Linked DNA regions of Zea mays: all the other regions are linked to region 3. Evidence: chromatin contacts called from public Hi-C data. All regions are on one chromosome and are shown on one strand. The core of a region is the stretch at or near the end of the contact, and the rest is flanking DNA. Distances in the headings are between cores, read along the strand shown.

Evidence for each region. Hi-C and Micro-C count contacts between places; a contact is called where the count stands out from the background.
Region 1: a Hi-C map of tassel shows a contact between it and region 3, with 3 times the contacts expected there. The contact joins the promoter of LOC100284268 here to the promoter of LOC103632209 in region 3. A contact is called at or near these places in 2 of 25 Hi-C or Micro-C datasets (endosperm and tassel).
Region 2: a Hi-C map of endosperm shows a contact between it and region 3, with 2.6 times the contacts expected there. The contact joins the promoter of LOC100283482 here to the promoter of LOC103632209 in region 3. A contact is called at or near these places in 7 of 25 Hi-C or Micro-C datasets (bundle sheath, ear, endosperm and 2 more).

What each region holds. Positions count from the first base shown.
Region 1 is chr1:22,650,277-22,653,302 of Zm-B73-REFERENCE-NAM-5.0, reverse strand. It overlaps LOC100284268, which reads left to right and starts at 1,618. Exons shown (of 2, transcript NM_001370619.1): 1 at 1,618-3,026. The coding sequence starts at 2,596.
Region 2 is chr1:22,697,896-22,701,008 of Zm-B73-REFERENCE-NAM-5.0, reverse strand. LOC100283482 (somatic embryogenesis related protein) reads right to left here and starts at 1,593. Exons shown (of 4, transcript NM_001156382.2): 1 at 1,344-1,593; 2 at 939-1,197. The coding sequence starts at 1,444. LOC100381737 (urb2) reads left to right here and starts at 1,240. Exons shown (of 12, transcript XM_008645309.3): 1 at 1,240-1,982; 2 at 2,467-3,113. The coding sequence starts at 1,765.
Region 3 is chr1:22,447,851-22,450,849 of Zm-B73-REFERENCE-NAM-5.0, reverse strand. It overlaps LOC103632209 (formin-like protein 8), which reads left to right and starts at 1,696. Exons shown (of 4, transcript XM_008654033.4): 1 at 1,696-2,999. The coding sequence starts at 1,994.

The sequences.
Region 1 (3,026 bases), core at 369-2,868, 200 kb before region 3:
GAGCTTTATGAAGGAATGGATTAGGCTTATCGGTCTAAAGTCCCCCACTTCTTTGGCTCCCTCTTTTTTTGGGGATGAGGATAACATTAGAAGTGTTGATGAGCAACAAGCTGCCACAACGAAGAGCGTGGAAAGCATTGGCCGCCTCGAGGACATCGCCTTTTATTATGTTCCAGCATGTCTTAAAAAATAACCTTGTGAAGCCATCAGGTCCCGGAACTTTGTCAGAGGGCAACAAATCAATGGCCCTTTTGATATCCTATTCAGAAAACCGGACATCCAAAGATAGAGGTCATGACACCGTAACCCGAGTGTCGTCTAGTTGAAGTCTATTTTTGGGGCGAGCGGACAACACAATAACTTTTTGAAATAGGATTGCACTTTCGCGGCCTTGTCTTCATGTGTTTCCATCCATTTCCATTTGTATCTTCTAGACACTGTATGAAATTTTTTCGACGCCTAGATGTGATCCTCCGATGGAAAAATCTAGTGGTGGCGTCCCCAAACTTTATCATATTTAGACGGACAGCCTGTTTTCTCCGCGCGTGTTCAATATCCGCAAGGCCGAGTATTCTCTTTTTAAGTTTGCACCTTAGAATCTCTTCTCCCAGGGAGAGAGTACTCATCTCCCGTGCTATATCAAATCTATGAATTACCTCTAAAGCCATATGAAGTTAAATCATAGCATCCGAAATAATGCCAAAGCTCCATTGTCTAAGAGTCTTTGCTGTAGTCTACAGCTTGTAGTAGAGCCTATGGAAAGGTTCCTGATGCGTGCAGTAAGCGCATCAGGCCCTCATCACCACCTCTACGAATCCTGGAAGCACGAATCAAAAATTCTCGAATCTAAAAAAGCGCATACGCCGTGGGCCACTTTGATAGCATGCAGGTATACACGGTTTCAGTTTGAACATGCAGGTCGCCACTTGCAGTTTGAACATGTAGGCTTTATAATTTTAAAAGACAACATATATATGGATATGGAGTGTGTATGCACACTTACCAAGTGTGCTTTTAATTCTATTATGTATATACATTTATTAATAGGTTGCACTTATACTACTGTATAATAAAGTATGTTACGTTTAGAGAGTCGTTTTTGGTATCAATATCCCTTAAAATGCACTCTTCTTGTTGGAAGCTTTTGTCTCGGCCTACAGCGCCGCGGAAGGGGGTAAAAGAATAGAATATATGTTGGCAGATGGTTATGTCTATGCTAATCTACAAGTGCCCGACACATATAGCCAGGCAAGGCCAGGCTCGAGTAGTCGAGTAGAGTACACGGAGTAGGCGAGCGCCTATAAATAAACTCATTCGAGAAGCGTGCCGATATTGTTCGCGAAGTTTCTTACTATGTATGGTGGTGTTTGGTTACATGGTGGTGTTTGGTTACTAGGTAGTCCCTCCATTTTATTCCACTTTAGTATATAAATTGCAAAATATGGAAACTATAACTCTATTTTAGTTTTCATATTTGACAATTTAGTGACTAAAGTGGAATAAATTGGAGGGACTAAAAATTAGTCTCTAAAACCAAACCTTTTTGCCATTTTGGTGCGGAACATATAGGAGCATGCGGCACGGATTGTGCTATGGCAGGTACCCGACCCACCGCATTTCTTATCCGCTGCTGGGGTGTGGGTGCGCCTCGTCGTCGGCGACCTTTCTCACACCCAGCGGAGACGACCCATTCCGATTGGCGGAGGGAGCTCTCGTCCAATGGGTCGCGGGCTCGCGGCGCCATGGGATTCACGCATCCCGCCGCCGGGCGTGCGTGGGGCAAAATCAGCTCAGCTAATTGGGTAAAGCGACCGCTTTTTCCGGTGTGTTGTGTGTGCGTGGCTTGGCTTTGGCTTTGGCTCGAGTCCGTTCCATCACAGCAACTTGCCACTTGCTGCCAGTAAACAACACAAAGGCGTTCACCACCGGCTGGAGATGCCCTGCCAATAGCGAGGAGAGCCCCTACTGGGTTTGGTTCATACCCGTGTTATCCACTACAGAATCCCAGCTCGATCGGCACGAGCCGACTGGTCGCTACACTTGCCGACTTGCGTAGGGAGGAGTCCTCTTCCAGTTGTCTTGCCCTGCCACAGCCCACAGGAGATTCACTGGGCTGTTTGCGATGGCAGAGTTAGCCACGGCAACGTACAAAACCAGCTCTTGCTAAGGGGAAAAATCACAAAATTATTGTTGCGTCTCCCTTTTACTACTGTTTGCTGCTGCTGTGGTGGTCTGGATAATTGGGCATCTAAACGAAGGCTTGTGTTCCTCGCTGGCACAACCGAGAACTCATCGTCATCCAATCTGCAGCACCAAACCTTACCCAGGACCAGGAGTAGGAGAGAGAGAGATGGAGGAATAAAGCAGGGGGGGCACGCAGCGCACGGAGGGAGAGCCGGAGGGAGATCAAAAGGAAGGAGGCAAAGCTTTGCTTCTGAGAGAGGGAGAGCCGGAGAGCGAAGAGAAGCAGGCCAACCCACCCCCACCCCTGCACTGCACACACAATCCCCCCATGGCCTCTGCTCCAGCTGCTGCTATATAAGCGCGACCCGGACGGCTCTGCTTCCCCAGTAGTCCTCTCCTCTCCTCCCATCCATGCTTCGGTCCACGCACCCACCCAGCCCCACCAGCGGCAGCTCCGCGGCGCCGGCGTCCAGCTCCGACGCCGCGGCGATGGTCGGGGGCGGCGCGGCGGCGGGCAGCGGCGGCGCACCGAGCGGCGCCAAGCTGCTGCAGATCCTCAACGTGCGGGTCGTGGGCAGCGGCGACCGCGTGGTGGTGCTGTCCCACGGGTTCGGCACGGACCAGTCGGCGTGGAGCCGCGTGCTCCCCTACCTCACCCGCGACCACCGCGTGGTGCTCTACGACCTCGTCTGCGCCGGCAGCGTCAACCCGGAGCACTTCGACTTCCGCCGCTACGACACGCTCGACTCGTACGTCGACGACCTCCTCGCCATCCTCGACGCGCTCCGCATCGCGCGCTGCGCCTTCGTCGGCCACTCCGTCTCCGCCATGATCGGCATCCT
Region 2 (3,113 bases), core at 344-2,843, 250 kb before region 3:
GTACGACAAGTGGAAGAATTTTTGTATGATTTAACAATGACCTAACATTCTTTATGCAGAGACCAACCTCCACACTTCAGATGATTCTACAAAAGATGCATATGAATGTTAGAGTTGTTACTTGCAACCATTAATTAAGACAAGTATATTCATGTTAACCAAAGCTGGCAAACCATATCCATGAATCTAACTAATCTGTACACTAAAACTACATTTCATGAACTTAAATAACAGAAATGCAACGACAGGTTCAGTGGTTCACACATAATCACAAACAGAGGATAGCTAATGAATATTTGAGCTAAACATGGGTGAAAACGAACCTATAGGTACTAATTTGAGCTGATTATCTCAAATATCGGTTTCTACATTCTACATAGGATAACACAAATCCTAAAAAAATCATATGCACTCCAGAGCCTCTTAACATACGACTCAGAAGTCCTTTAACCGTGAGTCTTAAAATAAATATATAGCATTTATTCAGAATAACACAAACATGGAATACTTATAATGTTTTGGGCACATTAAATGTCTCTACTATCAACACAATATTTGTTATTAGACAACACTCGGCACAATTGCATTAGTTACCAGAGCTGTCATAACCAGGATGTTTGCAATCCAGACCACAAGCAAATAATGACCTATGGATCCACCTAATAACACTAATCTGTTAGGTACATTTTCCAGTACCGGTGAAGTTACCGAATGTGGAATACTTGCTGTTCGGCTATCTAAAATAGCAACTCCATAAAATACTATATTACTATTAGCTATCCAAAATAGTGAGCTCTGTAACATCGTGAGCACATATGTATGTAACCGTGATAGTCAAAGCACACTATTTGTAGCTATGATGAAACAATTTGTAATAGAGAGCAGAAGCTATTGGTGGTATTCCCTTTTGATATAATACACTGAGAAAAGATAAGAACCTGAAAGAAAGACCGAGGCCGCCATGCCTCACTCGACTCAGAAAATCGTTTGGTTCCCCTAGGTGATCTCTCATGCCTGGTGGAGGGGCCATTCTTCATATCACTCGCTGACTTCGACTCAGCATTCGGAGGGTCAGCGCTCTGCGCAGCATCTCTATTCCGCTTCTGATCATGGTCCACCACCTCCAAAAATTCTCCATCTCGACTTCTGTGGTGCGCCCTGTCCGATTCACGCCTCCTGTCATCTCTTCTCCTTGGGCTACCAAAAGAGATTCGAAAAATTGTATCTTGTAAGAAACTGCAGGTTCAAGAAAGAACCACCGATGCCCGCTAAAACCAGCATTCTAATCCATACTAAAACGCAGTCAGATCGGAAATCCGACGGGGGATGCAGCGGATTGGTACCTGGGATCGTCCCTCCGCGACCTGAACGAGGAGTGGGGGCGCCTCCCGTGCGAGTCGCGCCCATCGCGCCGGGACGCCTCGCGCGGCTCCCTCGTCGTCATCGCCTTCTCCCCTTTCCGTTTCAGCCTCCAAAATTTCCGGTGCTCCCGGATGGGTTAGGGTTTGTAGCTTGTGCCTGGGGAACCCGGCACCTGAGCTGAGGAAATCGGGACCAAGAATGCTCTGGGTTGGGCTGGGGCCGCGGTGACCGTGACGGTGACTCGGTCGGTCAGTCTGGTTAGCACATCTTTAAGATTCGTGCTTTATTAATATTGGTCGGACGCGGAAGAAGGTTTCACGGCGCGTCTTCGGGCACGGAGAAATCAAACGGGCGAGGCAGCACGTGCCTCCAAACCCAGAACCCTAGCCTCCACTTCCGCTCATGACAGACGCCATTGCCATGGAGACGGCTGCCGCGACCGCGAGGCCCGGCGCAGCGAGGAAGCGGCGGTGGAACCAATCGCAGCCTTGCCAAGGGGAGGGTCCGAGCGATCTCAAGTTCGCTAGACTTCGCTTCGACGGCGACGGCGGCGCCAAGGGCGCGTGGGAACACCTCGACCTCGTCCTCTCCCTCCAGAGCAAGGAGCTGTCGCTCGAAAGGTCACCCTTCTGCTTCTGTTTCGGTGAACGTTAGCTCATGTAACCCTGTGGCTAGGAATTCCGTTTATGTGATTATGCTTCCATCGTTTTAGTCGCCTCTTTTAATGGAGGATTGCGTATTACTTGTTTACTGCCATAAACAATGCACGAGATGATTTTGTTAATTCAGTGTGAATAGGATTTTATAAGAGATACAATTTTGTTGTTAGCATTTTTAGCTTGGCTTTATATTTGTTGATTTTGCACAATAATCGCATTGATGTATGCCAAATAGTACTTTCTCTTTTTACTTTCTAGGATGATAGAAGCAGTAAGATGGACAAATTTGACATATTATGTTCATGATTAGTACCTTATGTAATTTTTCTGATTCATACAGAAGCACTGAAGCTGGAGTATTTTGTGGAATCCTGTTTAGATCAACCTTATTCTAATCTTCTCACTTGTAATCTACATCTTCACAACGGCATGTTTATTTGTGCAGAAAGATTGAGCTAGCGGTCGAATTTCTAACCACACTGCCAAATAACTCAAGCTGCAGCATTCAGCTATTGCGGCTGGTGTCATTTATTGGAAACTGGTTGCAGTCTATCTTAAATTTTCCTGAGAATAGTAAAAAGATTCTACATATTTTTGATCCAGCATTGGATAGTAGATGCTGGGCAATTTTGAGAGTGTGTGTTGAAAAGAAACCATCCATTTCAATATCTCTGAACTTACTTAAATCCCTTAGTCGAGTTGCAAGTCATGGTTTGGGCAGAGTTGATAGCAACACATCATGTCCTGACAATGAATCTATTGAGCTCTTTGAACAAGTGTTTGACTGCATGTCATTGCTTTTCTCTTCCAATACAAGAGCTTTCTTCAACGCTGGTGTGGATTTATGGGCCTCTTGTGCCATTGAGGTTGTCAATCTTGCTCAGAAGGTGTCAGCTAAAAAGGACAATTTTTGCCCTGTTCTTCAGAAGCTTGCAAATTGCCTCCTCGGGCAATTCGCATGCTTCCTGAGATTTTATGCAAATCCGAAGAATATTTTCCATGCTTTTGTTGATAAGGTTCTTGGGCCATTGTTGGAATTGTTAGTTTTACTTAATTCACAAGCACATTCCAGTGAACACAAGCAGACAGGAA
Region 3 (2,999 bases), core at 447-2,946:
CGACGTTTCTGTACGGCAAGCCTTACTAGCTCCTACTCCTCGCGGCTTGTGATTTGCCAATGTTCTTCTGTCTGCGTCGTTACCGTAACTATTAGATGCATACTCTTACTAAAGAAACGCCGACACACGTAGCAATCCACGACCTTTACCGATTAGGGACCCATTTAAAATGCAAGAAATTTTAAGAGAAACAAGAAACCAGTTTGTTTGTTTGTTTTTTATAAGATTTATGTGGATCACCGGTATTGATTTAAAACTAAACGTCTTATTATTACAGGTGTCTCAGTGTTTTGCTGGACTATTTGAATGAGTAGGAATGACTTAGTTTTTAATAATGTTTCAAGTTTTACTTATCTGCATGTTCTTTTCAGAGGTACACACTGGCTTAGATTCTGGGCTTAGCTACAAAAGGATGAAGCTGATGGAGTTTTAATAAAGAATGTATGTCGTCGTCGGGAATCGGTGGCCATGCAATTTTGTGTTAATTTTGGTTGGAGGTTTTCTAATAGGATTGCCTTGTAATCATCTCAGTGGTTTTATTAAGTTTCAAAAACCTTTAGTGTGCTAATGTGTGGCTATATGAAGAGGTATGTCCCTTCATAGAGCAGTGTGATGTAACAATTTGTGTTGGCCCTAACCTCTTTTGAGGGGAAAGCCGGAAATTTTTCTACGTTATCTAAAAATGAAAGAGGATAGAAAGTCCACATTTGGTTAGATGTTCACACTCGCGGGAGCTCTCCCTGAATGATGACCTGACCTGTATTTGACACCTATGTCGCCTTCCTCGTACCAAAGATGGTACAGGAATTTTTATCCTGTACCATCTGCAACAAATCTCTCTCTCTCTATCTCCGAGCGGAGAGCGAGAGGAGCACTCCAGCAGGCCGGCCAGATCAGCACCGTATAATACACTTTGGATTAAAGCCAAGCTATCACTAACTAGCAAAGCGAGTAAAGCAGTCCAAGATCCCTGCTGGCCAACTAGGTGGAATGATACAATGTGATGCGAGAGCACCCTTACTAGCATCAACGACACATATAATACCATTGCTTTCGCGCGCGAATAATACCACCGCTTTCGCGCGACGCAGCTTTTTTTTTTTTATCATTGCGGTTCACGCCATGTGTCATTGCTAAAGTAACGGCGGTAGCTACAGCAGCTGAGGCATGGGCGTGCAAGCGACGGCGTCGAACAGCAGCTGCGTGCCTACCACGGGACAAATCTGCCTCGTCCTCGGCTCTCCGTGCTGTATCAGTTGTTCGTCGCGGCGGCTCGCGGACCGGCCAGTCGCATTGTACTAGTCGCAGGCTCGCAGCACGCCCGGAGCAGGATGGGCGTGCCCTTCTACTGTCACGGAGCCCCCACACGTCAGTGGAATGAATTCTAACTAACAAGCGAGCCGGACCAGGCCCACTCGTCATTGTACCTCTCTGGTATTACTAGACTGACCTTTTTCTGCCCAGAAGATCGATCACATCGAGCTTTTGTTCGCAAGCAAAGAATCAGGTACCATTTTCAGCATGTGTGTTTAGTTGCCCCGGTGTGGAATATTTCCTTGCCTCCTCGACGAACAAAGCACCAACCTTCCTTCGCCTGTTTTTAGTGCATGCCGAATTTGCAAAGGCACCGCAACAAAATAAAATCTCCATTTTTCAACCAAAAGTGTGTCGATGAACCTTCTTTCCTTCGTCGGTTCATGGTTGTAATCGTGTATGAACAACCGGAATTTCTTTAGTTTATGATTGGATCTCCTTTTCTTCCGAGCGAGTGAGATCCAAAGTGGCGAAAGTCAGGGGAAGAAACAGAACAACGAAAAAAAAAGAACGGAAACAGCAAACGGAAAGCAGCCGATTGCCGCGCCACGTGTGAGCGGCACGGTTGATCTTCCCCGCCGAGGGCTAGGCAGCATTGTATGTCACTCTCGCGGGCGGAACCAAAAATGGCGGCATCCACCACTCCCCTTCCCACGCTCGCTCCCTCTATCCTCATTGTATGTTACTGTCGCCGAGGGCAGCATTGTATGTTATCGCCGTAGAAAGCCGAGGCCGCGGCCGTTCGGTTCACTTTTTTTTTTCCCCTTCTCCTTCTGCTGCACCGCCAATGCCTCCCACTACCGTCATGCTGCTACCAGCGTGCACCGTGCTGCTGCTGTGCTGCCGTCTCTCGCCGGCCGCCGCGTCGTCGCCCGGCGATGTCGGCGGAGGCGGGGCAAGGAGGCTGCTCCACCAGCCATTGTTCCCAATCGAGTGGACCCCGCCGCCATCGCCGCAGCCGGACTTCTCCTCTGACCCGGCGACGCCGGACGGACCTCCTGGCGCCTTCTTCCCTCCCACGCCACCGGTGGCCCCTGCTGGCGGCGGAGGTACGACGACGACGTCCTCGCCAACCACCGTCGCCTCCAACGTCCCGGCCGGCGCCTCGTCAGGGTCTGGTGATGGCGGCCACCACGGCGGCCCTGCCAAGGGGACCATCGTCGCGGCGGGGGCGGCCGCGACCGCGGCCATCGCGCTGCTGGCCTTCGCGTGCGCGTTCCTCATCGCGCTCCGCGCGCGCCGCCGAGGGGACTCGCAGAAGCTGCTCGGCCCCGACCGTGGGTCCGCGCGCCACCACTCGGCGCCCTCGGCCGCTGACTTCCTCTACGTCGGCACGGTGGAGCCCACCACGCCCGGCCGCCACCACGGGTCCCCCGCCGCCGATCTCATTGGGTCCCCGTACCGCAAGCTGCGCAGCGAGCGCGCGCGCCGCGACGAGCCCACCGACAACCTGAGCCCAGAGCTCCGGCCGCTCCCGCCGCTGCGCCGCGCGGCCACAATGGGCTCCTCTGACGATGCATACTACACGCCGCGCCAGCGCTCCGGGGGTTCCGGCGGCGGCGGGGTTGGCGGCGAAACCTGGAGTGAGGCCAGCGCGTCCAGCCCGCCCACCACCACCACCGCGTCCCGCCGAAGCCTCCCCAGCCTCACCAGCGACTGCTTTCCTCCGGTCACGGCTATTGCTG